Regions from separate parts of the Mus musculus genome. Here regions 2 and 3 are each linked to region 1. The links are chromatin contacts, called in public Hi-C and HiChIP or PLAC-seq maps. All regions are on one chromosome and are shown on one strand. The core of a region is the stretch at or near the end of the contact, and the rest is flanking DNA. Distances in the headings are between cores, read along the strand shown.

Region 1 (5,120 bases), core at 912-3,411:
GTATGTGAAAGGGTGCTAGAGAATGGACACACAGAAGGGAGTCATTCTTCATACTGCTTTAAAATCGTTTTGAATACTTACACACTTTTGCTGTATGGAGAGAACACTTACGTATGCACTGATTCAACATCAGTGCTTACAGATTTCCTTAAACAATGTATGTAGTTGTCATCAGCTGACTCTCTCCTCCCAGCCTTCATAGTAAAGCACTCTCTCTCTCTCTCTCTCTCTCTCTCTCTTTTTTTTTTTTTTTTTTTTTTTTTGGTTTTTTTGAGACAGGGTTTCTCTGTGTAGCCCTGGCTGTCCTGGAACTCACTCTGTAGACCAGGCTGGCCTCAAACTCAGAAATCCGCCTGCGTCTGCCTTCCAAGTGTTGGGATTAAAGGCATGCGCCACCACTGCCCGGCTAGTAAAGCATTTTCTTATACTGTTTCCTATCTCATCTACTGGACCTGATGCTGACAGCATCTCACGGAGCTTCCCCATAATTACAACAGTCCTCTACACTACCACCCTATTTATCCAGTTGTTTCCCCAGACTGCAGCACACCCTGAACTCTTGGTGTTTTTGACACATGGAGCTGTTACCACAACCTAGCATCTGGTGATTTCAAGAGACACATCACAAAGTTATTTTAGAAATGACAATATTAGTGGGATTAATATCCAACTTCCAAAAACTGCTGCTCCAGAGTGAAAGATGTCTCAGGTTTTGATTTTTCTTTTTCTTTCTTTCTTTTTCTTGCTTTTTTTTTCTTCCTTTTTTTGGGAAGATAAAATTGTTTTTTAAGTATCTCACCTGCCACTTTCTCAACCTTCTTGAACATATGTATGTAAACACTAAAAAAGATGGCTATCTTACTACTGAGACTTTACTAGCAATACTAAAATAAAAATATTTTTATTAAAAACAAAAACAAAACCAGTCATGGTGGCACATACCTGTGGATCTCAGATGGGAAGATTAGGAGTGAGACCAACCTTGGCTACCTAACAAGACAATGTTGACGGACTCAGCCAGTAAAGACACTTACCACCAAGCCTGACATCCTGAGTTCAATCCCCAGGACCCACATGACAACTCCTGCAAGTTCTCTTTTGACCTCTACATGAGGCCCATGCATACACACACACACAAACACACACACACACACACACACACACACACACACAATGTAATAAAAGAAACTGAAAATAAAAGAAAAGAGAGAGAGAAAGAACAAGCAACAAAACTGGCTCTGATCCCAGCACTTGGGAGGCACTGGCAGGTGGATCCAGCCTGATCTACAGAGTGAGTTCCAGCACAGCTAAGACGACACAGAGAAACCCTGTCTCAAAAACACAAAAACAAAAGCAAACTAAGAAAATGAGCCTCACAGCGTAAGCACTGAGACTATTACAATTAAACACAACTGCCTAATCTGTGGGGATCAACTGAAGTAACTTCCGAATCTTGTGAGCTGCACCATGCAGTGCTAGCAAACTTCAGGTCTCTTCCCACAGCAGTGACTGAAGGGGGGTGGGGGAGGGCCCTCTTCATTCTCACAAGGATCCCATCTTCCCCTCAACCCATCTCTCAGCAGCAATTCCTGTTTACCGGATCCCTTTTCTTCCTGTTCAATGACTCCACCCCTATTCTGACAAAAAAACAAAAACCTGAGGGAATCTACTTTTAGCACACACACACATTCACTGAGATATTTCTGTTCAAACAACAGGATGCCGAGTTGTTTACAGCTGGCAGAAACCTTAGGCTTTGTTCACTGCCCACTTGATGACACCTAACCTCCTACGTCTCATACACTAACAGAAAGGGACAGAACACTACTGAGCTCAATGTCCTTGCGATTTAAGGATTAAAAGTGGAAGTGTCCCACCAATGCAGTTCAGAGGGGGAGGTCTTAACTAGGGGAAGTGTCCCGGGTTGGGTCTATGGCACAGAGTGCTAATGGTGTAGGAAATGATGCTCAAAATTCTCTAGAATCTTCTCTTGTCTTCTACCTTTAAACATGTGTTTTCTACTCTATAGAATGCACTTCGCCAAACTGTTGCAGAGTTATCTGAAATAAGACTGAACAAAGCCCAGAGACGGGGCAACAGCTCACTTCACCGTTTCTCTGTGCCGTTCAGCTGCACTCTGAGGTGTTCATTCTTCTGCATCAGCACACTGCACGCCCACACTACAGCAGGAACCCTGCAAGCACGGTTGGTCCTGTGCTTCAGCCTCCCTGTACCATGCAATGATCTCGGTTCCTAGCACACAGGTATGTTTCACAAGCACTTAGCATGTGGCAGGGGTTAGGGGGCCTCAGGTGTACAAATGTGTACGTCCTAGAACTCTGTCATTGAGACTTAAAGCTGCCGCCTGACCAGATGTATCAAGCAGCTTCAGACTCTTTCATGAAACCTTTTCAATATCCTGCCCTATTTATTTTGTTTATATTTTGGAAATAAAACTTTGTGACAATTAAACGGGTAGGTGTATCCTTTCAATGCATAAGGACCAACTGTAATGTAGGACCGCATGGCCCGTACACTCACCCTGCTATCTGTAATTCAGTGGTCTCAGACAACTTGATATGCCCATGGGGTACCACATGGATATAGAAATTCTGCTCCTTCACAGAGGTCCATTTCCTAACACTGTCAGCTGACTCACAATGCTTATGGACAAAGCAGAAGCCCCATTACTCAGAGATTACACCGGGTGTGATGGTTTGTAAATGCTCTGCCCGGGGAGTGGCACTATTAGAAGGTATGGCCCTGTTGAAGAAGGTGTGGCCTTGTTAGAGTAGGTGTGTCACTGTGGGTGTGGGCTTTAAGAACTTCATTCTACCTCCCTGGAAGCCAGTCTTCCACTAGCAGCCTTCAGATGACGCTGTAGAACTTTCAGCTCTGCCTGTGCCATGCCTGCCTGGATGCTGCCATGCTCCCACCTTGATGACAATGGAGTGAACCTCTGAACCTGTAAGCCAGCCCTAACTAAATATTGTCCTTATGAGAGTTGCCTTGGTCATGGTGTGTGTTCACAGCAGTAAAACCCTAAGACACCAGGAGTCTGACCAGGCGTGCCGCCTTTGCTCCCTCCTCCACACACCTGCCTGCCTTTCAAATGCTGAGAGATAAAACCGTATTCAATGTGGCAGGGCAAAACTATGGCCAAACTAGACATACAGCACACACAACTTTAGCTTGGGACACTCAACTATGAAGTCCCCCTTGCTACTCTCTATGAAGAGTGGAACACTTCAAACCGCTTACAACGGCAGAGGCTGTGATCCCAGAACTTGGGAGGTGGCAGCAAGATCGGAGGTTCAAGGTTATCCTCAGCAACACACCAGGCCGGGATAAGCCACGGAAATTCTGGTCTCAAAAGTAAAAAAAAAAAAAAAAAAAAAAAAGAGGAAATACTGTGTATGGCTGGTTTCTTGTGTTTTAACATATGTGTGTCCAATTTACATCTTTGCTTGTGTGTAGAGGGTGAGCCCACCTCTACCCATCCTAGATGAGATTGGGTTCTCATTCCAGCAGGGTATTGACTGAGTTGAAAGTGATAAACCGCTAAGAATAAACGTCTTCTGGTCAAGCATCTCTCCAGGAGTAAAGGGAGGAGAAACCATAACCAGGATGTACTATGTGAGGAATAAAAAAAATCTACTTCCAACAAGAGTTGGAAAAAAGTATGTCCTCGGAGAAAACTTATAGTTAATATAACAAGCCACATTCTGTGATAAAATTAAACTATAGTTATCGGGATTATACTAATTAGTAATTCAGTGTGTGTGAAGGCCAATTACAACATGAAAATGCTATGCAAACTAATAACAGTTGAATCTGTATGCGCGTACATCTACCCTACTTCAGAACCTGAGACTCCAGCACACTGGCTGAATGCTAATAACAAATGAACAATTTCGTGAGCATTTCGGAAATTCAGAGGGCCTGCCCAGGTCATAAATGCATTTTCACTAACTCACTTCCGTTTCCTAGAAGAACACCTAAAATATGAACCCCCCCCCAAAATTTGCCACTTGTTCACTTTCACACACAGGGAATGCTAAAGAACCCCAACAGTTAAAACTGCTACCATGGTATTTATAATTCCCATTTCTTTAAAGCCCGGACTGGACAACCATATGTGAAGTGACATTCTCAGGTAAGAACCTGAGGAGGAATCTGAGGTCATGACAGCCGTCCAGTGGGGTCATTGTTCTTTTTGAAAGACACAGGAAAATCTGTTCCCATACTTTCTCCCTCCATGCACCTGCAAGCAAAGGAAAGAGCATGTGCCCACACAGAACGAAGCAGTCCACACACCAGGCCAAAGGCCCTCTCCACAACATGGACTGGCCAGATTCCTGCATGAGGGTCCAGTATCCAAAAAGCCTAGAAGAAAATAATTTCTGTTGTCTAAGCCAACCAATTTATGGCATTTTTGTAATGATAAGCCAAGCAGACCAACACAGTATATCTCTTAAACCAACAGAAGTCCTGAAACAGCATTAAATAATACATTCAACGAGATTTCCAGGTGCACTGAACACAGCTAAATAGCTGCTACCAAAACCCTCACTATTCTAAATTATGAACAACCTGAGGTGCATGTAAATTTTTTCTCTCACAGCCCAAACACTGGAAACCAAGAGCTCGCAAGGACAAGCAATCCTGGATTAAAACCAGCCTCTTAAGACCCCAGCTTTACTAAACTGGTTTACCATAATCGTTCCACCTGATCTGGGAAGGCCTCTCTCCAGTGTATGGCAAACCTGTCAGTCCACCAAGTCTGTCTTTCTTAAGACATCTTTCTCTCACACCCAAATCTAGTATCCTTGTCTGTGCTGCCTCCATTACATATCCCACCAGTGACCTTCCAGCTTGTCCTACTTGCTGTCACAAGGGCAACTATATCAGCACGTTTGACGGTTTGTATGTCCTTGGCCCAGGGAGTAGCACTATTAGGATGTGTGGCCTTGTTGGAGCAGGTGTGTATTAAAGGGTGTAGGCTTTAATACCTTCATCCTTGCTGCCTGGAAACCAGTCTTTTCCCAGCAGCCTTGAGATGAAGATGTAGAACTCTCAGCTCCTCCTGCACCTTGCTTGCCTGGACGCTGCCATGCTCT
Region 2 (5,120 bases), core at 1,203-3,702, 290 kb after region 1:
TGCCTCCATGAGATCCAACTGTAAGGCATTTTCTCAATTAGTGATCAAGAGGGAAAGGCCCCTTGTGGATGGGACCATCTCTGGGCTGATAGTCTTGGTTCTATAAGAGAACAGGCTGAGCAAGCCAGTAAAGAACATCCCTCCATGGCCTCTGCATCAGCTCCTGCTTCCTGACCTGCTTAAGCTCCAGTCCTGACTTCCTTGGTGATGAACAGCAGTATGGAATTGTAAGCTGAATAAACCCTTTCCTCCCCAACTTGCTTCTTGGTCATGATGTTTGTGCAGGAATAGAAACCCTGACTAAGACAAATTGGTACCAGCAGAGTGGGGTATTCCTGTGACAACCTGACCATGTTTTGGGGAGGACTGTGGAAGGACTTTGGAACTTTGGGCTAGAGGATCCATTTGGTGTTAAAAGGGCTCTGTGGGATGTTGTATAGGAGCTTGGAAGATAATGCTGAGAACAGTGCAGAAGATGGAGGCCTGGCTTGTGAAATTTCAAGGGAAGATTAAAGACGCTTTTCAGGGCCATTGCTGTTTTGATTGTGAAGATTCTGTGGTTCTGGTTAGCTGAGGCTGAAGAATCAGCTGTGATTAACAAGATACCAGAACCACTAGAGTGAAGCCTTTGCATTACTGGGACTATTGATGCTGGTTAGCTGGAGCTAAGAAATTAGCCGTGATTAAGAAGAGACCAGCATCACTGAGGTGACATCTTCTGAGAAGTGTTTTAGGAGAGCACAGAGGCCAAGGTTGTACCTTGGGCTGTGGCTGGACTTAGTAATGTGTAAGAGTTACCCAGGTGGTACTGGTTTTGAAGGCATGAAGGGGTCACGCAAAGCAGCTGAGGCTCGGCACCGTGAGAGGTCAGGGAAGGCCATTGGTGAAGGTGCAGCCTCAGTTGCAATTGATGGCCCAGGACTGAAGGGGTCATGCAAAGGAGTTGAGGCTTGGCACCATGAAGAGAGCCTATGAGAGGCTATTGTTGAAGCCAAGTTACAGTGGAAGACAGTAGCATTTTGGAGATGCCAGTATCATGAGATGATCACCAATAACAGCAGCAGCAGTGCAGTACAGGCAGCTGAAGCCTAGAAAACAATGTGCGTGCTACAAAGGGCATGGCTGGAGAAGTGACCCAAGCCCTTGGAGGAGCCCAGAAGATCGTGAGTTGGATCCCAGACATCGGACGGTTGGAGATTGATTTTTGCTTTTGATTATGACTGTGCCCTGATATTTTCCCTCTTGAAGGAAGAAAATATTTTAGTGGAGCCCACAGTTAAGAGACTTTTAATTTTAAAAAGACTTTGGATTTTAAGAATATGTAAAGACTGTGGGGCTTTTACAGTTGTTTAGATCTTGGGGATGAATAAGAATGTAAGGGTTGAGGCTTACTAGTGATGTGTTTGTGTGTCAAATTGACAAGGGGTCAATCATACTGGCTAGTTTTGTGTCAACTTGACACAACTGGGGTTATCACAGAGAAAGGAGCTTCAGTTGAGGAAATGCCTCCATGAGATCCAACTGTAAGGCATTTTCTCAATTAGTGATCAATAGGGAAAGGCCCCTTGTGGGCAGTGCCATCTCTGGGCTGGTAGTCTTGGTTCTATAAGAGAGCAGGCTGAGCAAGCCAGGGGAAGCAAGCCAGTAAAGAACATCCCTCCATGGCCTCTGCATCAGCTCCTGCTTCCTGACCTGCTTGAGTACCAGTCCTGACTTCCTTGGTGATGAACAGCAGTATGGAAGTGTAAGCTGAATAAACCCTTTCCTCCCCAACTTGCTTCTTGGTCATGATGTTTGTGCAGGAATAGAAACCCTGACTAAGACACTATGTAGACCAGGTAGGTTACATAAGACCCTGTCTCAAAACCAACTGAACAAGTAACTAAATTTAAACACACACACACACATTAATAAAATAAGTATCTGTTAAAAGATGACTCTCTCTTGTCTTCTTTCTATTTTAGATTGATGGGTAACAACCATGATTTATATCAAAACAAAATTAAAACTAAGCCAGGCAGTGGTGGCGCACACCTTTAATCCCAGCACTCGGGAGGCAGAGGCAGGCGGACTTCTGAGTTTGAGGCTAGCCTGGTCTACAGAGTGAGTTCCAGGACAGCAAGGGCTCCACAGAGAGACCCTGTCTCGAAAAAAACAAAAAACTAAATTAAATTAAATTTAAATTAAAAGCTTCCTATGTAACAAATGCATGACTAATTAAGAAAGACTCAACATTCTTTAGGTTCTAGTAGAAAAAAAAAGCTACATCTGCTGCTTACGAATATGTAGAAATCAATTTATGAGAAGGGAAAGCAAGGAAAAGGATGTTGAACTGTGACTCAGCAGACACATCTGAGTAAGTGCCTCATGGTGCCTGAGTACCGGGAACCCAGGAGGCATCTGAGCATGCAGAGGGGAGGGGCCAGCTCATGGGGCCCTGCTGGTCACACCGGGGACAGAAGGCTGGGCAAGAAGACAGGCACACCTCGTTCTGGCCCCAGTTACTCACTGTCCACGCGACTCAGGAGACTACTCAAACATCCCTAGTCTTAGTCTGCTCAGCTCTGACTCTATCCAGCTCTAAGGGCTTTGAAATACTGCATGTGAGCAGCTGAGAAACCCTCTGAAAACTTCTGGGGCTGCAGACTAATGGGATGTGCTGTCTGTCTGTCTGCACAAGGCCCAGAGTACACACCGTTTGTGTGCTGACAGCTCAGAGAGGACGGCCTGAGATTCACACAACACGAAGGCGACAACACCTGGCAGATGATCTTACTAAAATCAGTCACCTCCTCACTTCAATTCCAACCTCACAAAATGCAGCCGGTTCTCTGGAATCTCCAAGAAATTGCACAATCTAAAATAGATTCTGCAAAGTCCACAGAGAACAGTAAACTGCAGAATAAATTAATACAAGGTAGAGAATTATAACTATGAAATAATTAGCTTCCAAATCGTCTCTTCCACTGACAAAGGCCCCTTAGACCACAATTTTAACACCTGTAACTACACCAAATCTTCTGTCTAAAACATCTTCCAAGTAACTTTCCAAGCCAGACCTTGTAACCTCACTAGGAAGAAACCAAGATCGTTCACTTGGTTAGAATTTCCCACAATGGCCCTGTCCTGAAAAAAATGCTCCAACATCCTCCTCAGGAAGACAGAATGGACTTGGAAAGATCTGCTTCTTAGAGCTCAGAACTGCCTAGCTATAACTGGGCCTCAACTCTTCCTCCACAGCATGTGGCATGTGTACCTTAGAAGTCAGTCTCAGTCTTCTCTTGTCCAGGGTCTTACTTTTGCAAGGACATTTGGACTGTGCAGGACTGTCATAAAGGCAGGTGTGAGGTGGTGTCCACTGACAGCAAGCCTTGGATGTCACCTCCTCCACCAGCATTAGTGCTCCAGCTGCCACTGTTAAGCATCACTCTCTTCCCATCTCACCCCACGGCGATGTCATGATGTCCTTTCTGAATTCCGGAGCTAGGTAACAGATTTCTCGAGAACATGGACCACATCTGAAATCGACTGATTAGTCTTTAAACCAGACTGGCCTCAACAATCCTCCCACTTCAGCCTCTGAAGTCCAGGGACTACAGCATGTCACCATACCTCAGTGGTTTAGAGGTCATCTCCACTCAGATTAGACACATTTGGAGTAGCCCCAGCTGTGTGTTGCCATTGTACTGAGCTGGGAGGCACAGATTCCAAGCCACAATGATGGCAAGTGATTTGCCGCTTTCCACTTCCAGCTTCCGTCACCAAGACCAGAGAGAAATGAAAAGGAGGTCCAATGCCTGGTGAGTAGCGGATGTTGATGGCTGAAACGCAGGGTCCAAAGTTACCAGTGACTTGGGAGGAAGCTGCCTGTCTCTCCAACCCCTACGCAAACAGAACTGAGAGGAATCGGTACCCCTATTTGCTGGATCTTCTTATTCACCAGACTTACATGCCATAATAACGAAAATCACATGACAAGGGAACTGAAAAATTTAGCCGTGAGATGGATGATAAACCTATACAGTGAACATTGTGTGTACAGGGATGGGCTATCACCCCAGAGGGTTACAAACACACTGCAGAGAACAGGTGAACCGACAAGGATCACACTGTCAGTACTTAATAGGAGTGTGAGTTTTCTGTTGGTTTGTTAACTCTAGCTCCCTGAAAGTACGCCATGTCTCACTTCACAGTCTCGTGCTAGACTCTAGCACAGTTCCTGAAATATAGAAGGCAGTTGTAAATATTCTTAGCAAGCCGGGCATGGTGGCGCACGCCTTTAATCCCAGCACTTGGGAGGCAGAGGCAGGCGGATTTCTGAGTTCGAGGCCAGCCTGGTCTACAGAGTGAGTTCCAGGACAGCCAGGGCTATACAGAGAAACCCTGTCTCGAAAAACCAAAAAAAAAAAAAAAAAAAAAAAAAAAAAATATTCTTAGCAAGTACTATACCCACACTTAACTCTGCCTCCTCTCGGGGAAGGACGTTTCTAGACGAAGAAGAAGAATGTATAACTCCTCTCTGGCTCTCATCGAAAAGGACAATGCTCTGTCCAGGCTCCCAACACCACCACCTTTTACCTATGTTCAAAGCTTCTGTGTATGGCATGAACTGCAGCGAATGTAGGGGAATGAACTGCTGAGCAAGGGGGCACTACTCTGCGTAAGCTTATGGGGGAAAACAGAAATTTTCCAGTATTTTCAACAGCAGTTGATTTTAAGTAAGTAATCTCTGTATTACAAGTATGCCAACATACAAACTGTTGGGGGGTAAGGGGGGGGGAACCTGACACCCTGAGTTCCATCCCCAGGACCCATGTGGCAGAAATAGAGAACCAATTTCCACAAGCTATCCTTTGACTTACACACACACCGTACAAAATAAAATTTAAGTGACAATAACAAAAATGAAAAACACTAAAAAATAAAAATAAGATTTCAGAGGGAACTTGAAGCAATGCTTAAAACAACAACCACCACACCTCATTCACTCCTGGCTTCTTTCTCCACCTTCCCTGACCCCAAACCCATTCCCTCTTTCAGAATACTTAAAACAAATTCTAATTATGGTTTAGCTATAGAGAATCACATAGAGAGCCAGGCCTGGTGGCAGATGCCAACCA
Region 3 (5,120 bases), core at 1,600-4,099, 290 kb before region 1:
CAGGCCACCTGCACCTGTCAGTGGCACAGATGATGACACACTATTGCTAAGTCCCTGTTACTGAGTCCCTGGGAAGAGTTCAGCCGAATCACCTGCAAGCTAGCAGTTGCACCTTCTATAAGCTAAGACATCCAGAAAGGAGATGGTGACTTTGGTCACACCACTAACTGCAAAGAAGTAGATTCTGCCAACTCTTGAAATAAGCCAGGAAACAGACACTTCATAGCTGAACCTCACAAAGAGAACCCAAAAAGAGAAGCTTCCTCCCTTCCGACCCCAACCCCACTACCTGTTCACCCCAAGCTGAGAACACCACAGCTGGCGTGTGCCCGGGTCTGTGACCCCTAGAAACGGAAGTATTAATATGTGTATTATTAAAACTGTGGCATTAATGAGTCACTCTGAGGTAAAACTGAGTCAAGTACGGCCTGAGCTTCATAGCAAAGTCCTGTCTCTAGAAAACAACAACTACTGACAGCCACAGTAGTTCCTGTGTGGCCATTTGTTACAGCGACCACAGTAAGCTTTACGTTATTCAGGAATGTAACCTAGAGGCCGAGGGAGAAACCATGTGCGCCTTGTCTGCCTGGAAAATTTGAGATTATGCTGTGTGAGCAAGATTACGGAAAACAGGCATCCTCACACATTACAAGAGGCAGTTAAGTCAGTGTGATTCCTATGACAGCTAATTTTTAAATATATATATATATCAAGATTTTAAATCACAGCCCTGTCAGCTATCAAGTCTATTTATAACTTATCTGGAGATACATTCACTAGCAAGAATAGGCTAACACGCACGGAAGCATGGTTTGTAACAATAAAAAATTAGTATAATCACTGCATTAATGAGCAGGACCCTGGCTAGGGGAGTGTGATGGCCATTCTTGGTTGTCAAGCTGACTACATGTACAATACATGTGAAAACCAAGTGCCTGGGCACACCTGTGAGGGATTTTTCTTAATTAAATTATTTGAGGTAGGAAGACACCCCTTTAATCCAAAACTGTGAGGTGGGGAGAGCCACCCTTAATTTGGGTCATACCTTCTGCTGGCAGTGTATATAAAGGACATGGAAGAAGGAAGCTTTTGTTCTTGGCCTGTTTGTTCTAGCTGTCAAGCCCATGCCATCACTGGAATTAGAGCTATTTCTTCAAGATCCTGGTATATATGGAAGACTAACTGAAACACCTAGCCTTTTGGACTAAGCAAATACTGAATTCTTCGACTTTCCATTCGTAGAGAGCGGTAGTTGGATTAACTGGAGTCTAGCCTGTAAGCCGCCCTAACAGATGTCTAACAAATTAATATATACATTTATTCTACCATCAGGACTGTTTCTCTAGAGAACCATGACTAATACAGTAAGTTATAGTCTTTGATAAGCTAGATTCTTTGGAGCCATCAAACATGAAAAAGACTTAAGTATTATCTTAAAGATATTCAAGATATTTTTGTAGACAATGAAAATAATGTCTTGTTTATTTTTTTAATCAATGTGATACTAACCTAGACACACCAAGGAAGAGAGCATTACAACAGAGGGCTCTCCTCCATCTAATTGGCCTGTGGAATGTCTCTGGGCATTTTCTTGATTTCTAATTGATGTAGGAGGGCCCAGGCCACTGTGGTCCTTAGATAGGTGGGTGTGAATTGTATTAGAAAGGGAGATGATCACGCCAGTACACCCATCTCTGCTTCAGTTCCTGCCTCCAGGTTCTTCCCTTGAGTCTCTCTCTGCCTTGCATTCTCTGGACGATGGTTTGGTGAAACAAGCCCACTCCTTCCCAAGTTGCTTTCGGACATGGTGTTTATCACAGCAACAGAGACATGGATAGCAAGCTACCATCTGGGGGCAGAAGCTGAAATATTATCACCAGGGAAGGGGAGTGGATGCCATTTAAGATACTAATGAGAGTATCTGGCTCAGAGATAGAGGCGGTATAGATGCATTGTATACCATGCCCCTAGTGAAGACATGAGAGCAAGGAACACCCAAATATTCACCATAAAGTGACACGCTGCAGAAGACAGCCACCACCCTGGGTCGTGGGAACCGCTGCTGAGATTCCCAAGAGATGTCATGAGAAGAGCCTCTGTGGACCCAAGAAGTGAATCGTGAGAAAAAAAAAAAAAAAAAAAAAAAAAAGTCGGTTTTCAGTTTAACCCAAACCGGAGGAAACCAGGGTGAGTTCAGATCTTTCCTCTCTCCCTCTCCTGACCACATCCTTTTGCTCTAGCCAGAAAAGTCTCATAAAATTGATCTGAATTAGAGTTCCCACTACTTATGAGGCTAAGCATTTTAACAGCTGACCAGAAGAAAAAAAAAAAAAAACACATTGCCTGTGTGTGAGAGAACAAGTAAGAACTTTGTCTTAGATTTCATTCTGTGGGTAAACTGCTTCCGCTGAGAAAAACCCCAACTGTGGAGAACAAAGCTAAGTTTAACTTTCTAGGGAAACATGCGAGAAAACTGTAAGGACAATGAAGAAACAGCATTTTGAACATGAGCGAGCAACAGATAAAATTCTTTTTCTACACAATAAACGCTACAATGTCGATTCGAAACTTACTGAGGAAAAAGGAACACTACTTGATGGTTAATACTTGGAAAGTGCCAAGAATAAAATAGTGACAAAGCAATGCCCTCGGGTACCGTGCGAGTAGAAAGAGAAACCCACAGTGACATTCCCTTCACATCACGGGGTTGTGTTTTATTTTGTCCTGACACTCGTTTTACTGTATCTGAGACAGAAAGTTAGGCCTCACACATGCATACTCTATCAAAGAGCTATGCCCTAAGGCCTGTCCCATCATGCTTTGCTGGGTTTGCCCCGCACCGCACCGCACCGCACCGCACTGCATCACCCTGCCTTGCTTCTGATTCAAGATTTCACCATGTAGCCTAGACTGACCTGGAACTCCTACTCTCTTGCCTCAGTCTCCCACGTGCCAGGCCTACTCGCATGTGTCACCATGCTCAACAGCTCTCAGCACCGCGCAGTTCCCATCTCCTGACCCTGTTCCTCCTGTGACACAGGAGAGGCTTCAGACATGAGATAACAGAAAGATCTGATGGCATTTAACTTTCTTTTTTTTTTTTTTTTTTTTTTTTTTTTTTGTAATGACTGTAGTAATCAGTTTATTACACAGATGAATCATTCGTGAACGTACAAGCTCCAGAGGAGCAACAGGGTCTTAAATATACACACAGATTTCCATCAAATACATCTCCACCCTTACATCGAAATAGGCCTAAAGCAGTTAAAAACATAAGAAAAATAAGAGCTATTAGCTATGTATTAACTGAGAAACCACATACAAACCAAAGATTATGGAAAGGGGCTAAAAGGAGGAAGGCTGAAAGGGCAGGGAGATGTGAAGTGTTGGGAACAAAGCCCACCACACTTTATGTACTAACAGCTCCAGTCCATTTAAATGTTGATCCGTTAACCTTAGACCTTAAAGCACAGCATGTAGTTTAATCTGTTTGGTCATAACTTTCACCTAAGTTGTAGGTCCTTCAGGATGAAATGAATATAGAAACAGCTTCACGTTCTTCACCTTGCTTTTTATGACTGTTTGAGATTGGATGGACTCCACTTAAGGACAATCTCCTATGGGTCACTGGAGCTTTTCCTCCCATCCAAGCACACACTGTGTACCTACTACCCCTCACATCTTGCCATTATCCAAAGTTAAGTCAATAAGGAAAGCTTTTAGTCTCACACCTAGGTTATGCCCGGAGAACTGGCTTCTCACACACACACTTCTCTGCTAGGAGGCAATGTTGGTACAGAAGTACAGTATTTCTAGTTTGTTGTTCCAAGTATGTACAACACGCAGCACTGCTGTGTCAGGTAAACATGTGCACAGGGGAAGATGAGGCGTGGGCTCATAGAAAGCAGTCAAATGGAAATCAAAAGTACTTTCTCTCTCTCAGAGTTCCCCTAGCTTTATTTGTAGAGGTTATCCAATAATTTCTTTAATTACATCGCATACTTCTGAGTCCATTCCCGAGCTATTCTGTTGTACTTTTCTCTATCTGTTTTGTAGATCCGAGCAATCTCAGGCACTAAAGGATCATCTGGATTGGGATCACACAACAGAGAACAGATGGACAAAAGTACTTTTGAAATAGTTAGTGCTGGAGACCACTGTGACCGTAGAATATCAAGACAAATGCTGCCATTACTGTTAATATTTGGGTGATAAATTCTTGTTGTAAATGCAACCTTAGGCGGTTTGAAGGGGTAATCTGTTGGGAAATGAATTGTCAAGAAAAATACTCCACCCTGATAGGGGCTGTCATTTGGCCCCATTATTGTAGCCTGCCAATGAAACATATCATCTCCAACAGGACCTGCTGAACACTGTGCTGGGGGATCTCGAGCCAGGTCATTCAATTCCTTGTGGATTCTCTTCAGAGCCATGGTGGGAAACGGTGGCGACGGCCCCCGGGGCGGGAACGGGGACGGGGGAGGGACGGGGAAGGGGCGAGGGGGCCTGAGGCCGCCCGAGCGGTCGCGAGTCGACCGGAGAAGACCGGGAGCTCCCGGGAGCGCGGATCAGACGAGCTGAGGGCCGAGGCCCCACTCAGCTTCTGGGCCTGCCGCAGCGGTCACCGCATCACCCGGCGGCGGCCCCTTTATGCGCTGCTGCCACAGCCGCCGCCGCCGCCGTAGCTGCCTCTTCCTCGTACGCTCAGCGCCGCCTGGGAGGAAGAGCCCCCAAGCTCCGGGCTCGCCCAGCGCCTTACGGTGGCGGAGCCGGGGGGAGCCTGCTCTCCTGCCTGGTGCAGGTGGACTAAGGGACGCGCGGGCGGGCGGCGCCGCCCGGGTGGGGCCGCCTTAACTTTCTATATATGCTTTAAGTCGAGTCTGGTAAAACTGTCTTGAACTCTACAGTCACTTTCAAGGAATGCAGCTGAGACCTTCAGAAATAACAGTCAACAGGAAAATGAAATGGAGGTCCCAGCTCAGAGAAATCACTTTCCATGTAGCTCTCAGCCTAGTCCCAGCACAGCATCAAGCCAAGATTAGCTGAAGAAATACCATGGTGACAAAAGGGGTTCCCTCTTCAGTTTCTTTTTATTGTGAAGTTTTTCTACGTTATATTTT

What was found. A called contact is a pair of places that touch in the nucleus more often than the background predicts. HiChIP or PLAC-seq counts read pairs in DNA pulled down with a chosen protein or histone mark.
Region 2: a contact with region 1 is called in an H3K4me3 HiChIP or PLAC-seq map of bone marrow-derived macrophages, with 4 times the contacts expected there. The contact joins two enhancer-like sites. A contact is called at or near these places in 2 of 39 promoter capture datasets (cranial neural crest and frontonasal cranial neural crest), 1 of 484 Hi-C or Micro-C datasets (spermatogonial stem cells), 6 of 115 datasets of contacts at active chromatin or transcription factors (bone marrow-derived dendritic cells, bone marrow-derived macrophages, embryonic stem cells and 2 more) and 2 of 9 other capture datasets (adipose tissue and liver).
Region 3: a contact with region 1 is called in a Hi-C map of regulatory T cells, with 5 times the contacts expected there. The contact joins two enhancer-like sites. A contact is called at or near these places in 1 of 15 datasets of contacts at CTCF or cohesin (the NIH/3T3 cell line), 1 of 484 Hi-C or Micro-C datasets (regulatory T cells), 3 of 115 datasets of contacts at active chromatin or transcription factors (bone marrow-derived dendritic cells, embryonic hindbrain and microglia) and 1 of 9 other capture datasets (embryonic stem cells).

What each region holds. Positions count from the first base shown.
Region 1 is chr3:79,251,445-79,256,564 of GRCm38.p6, forward strand. 4921511C10Rik (RIKEN cDNA 4921511C10 gene) reads left to right here. Exons shown (of 3, transcript NR_045502.1): 3 at 2,030-2,469. It also overlaps a transcript of Rapgef2 not described here. Among named protein-coding and RNA genes, the nearest start is that of 6430573P05Rik, 33 kb to the right of the region's middle. Within about 2 kb of position 2,162, at least 101 of the 459 cell types and tissues checked have an H3K27ac peak or open chromatin away from gene starts, as enhancers often do. A contact at or near this core is called in bone marrow-derived macrophages and regulatory T cells, where this site is marked.
Region 2 is chr3:79,540,344-79,545,463 of GRCm38.p6, forward strand. The region is part of intron 1 of Fnip2 (folliculin interacting protein 2); the gene reads right to left. Among named protein-coding and RNA genes, the nearest start is that of Fnip2, 25 kb to the right of the region's middle. Within about 2 kb of position 2,453, at least 134 of the 459 cell types and tissues checked have an H3K27ac peak or open chromatin away from gene starts, as enhancers often do. A contact at or near this core is called in bone marrow-derived macrophages, where this site is marked.
Region 3 is chr3:78,962,367-78,967,486 of GRCm38.p6, forward strand. It overlaps the pseudogene Gm9762. Among named protein-coding and RNA genes, the nearest start is that of Gm23440, 15 kb to the right of the region's middle. Within about 2 kb of position 2,850, at least 40 of the 459 cell types and tissues checked have an H3K27ac peak or open chromatin away from gene starts, as enhancers often do. A contact at or near this core is called in regulatory T cells, where this site is marked.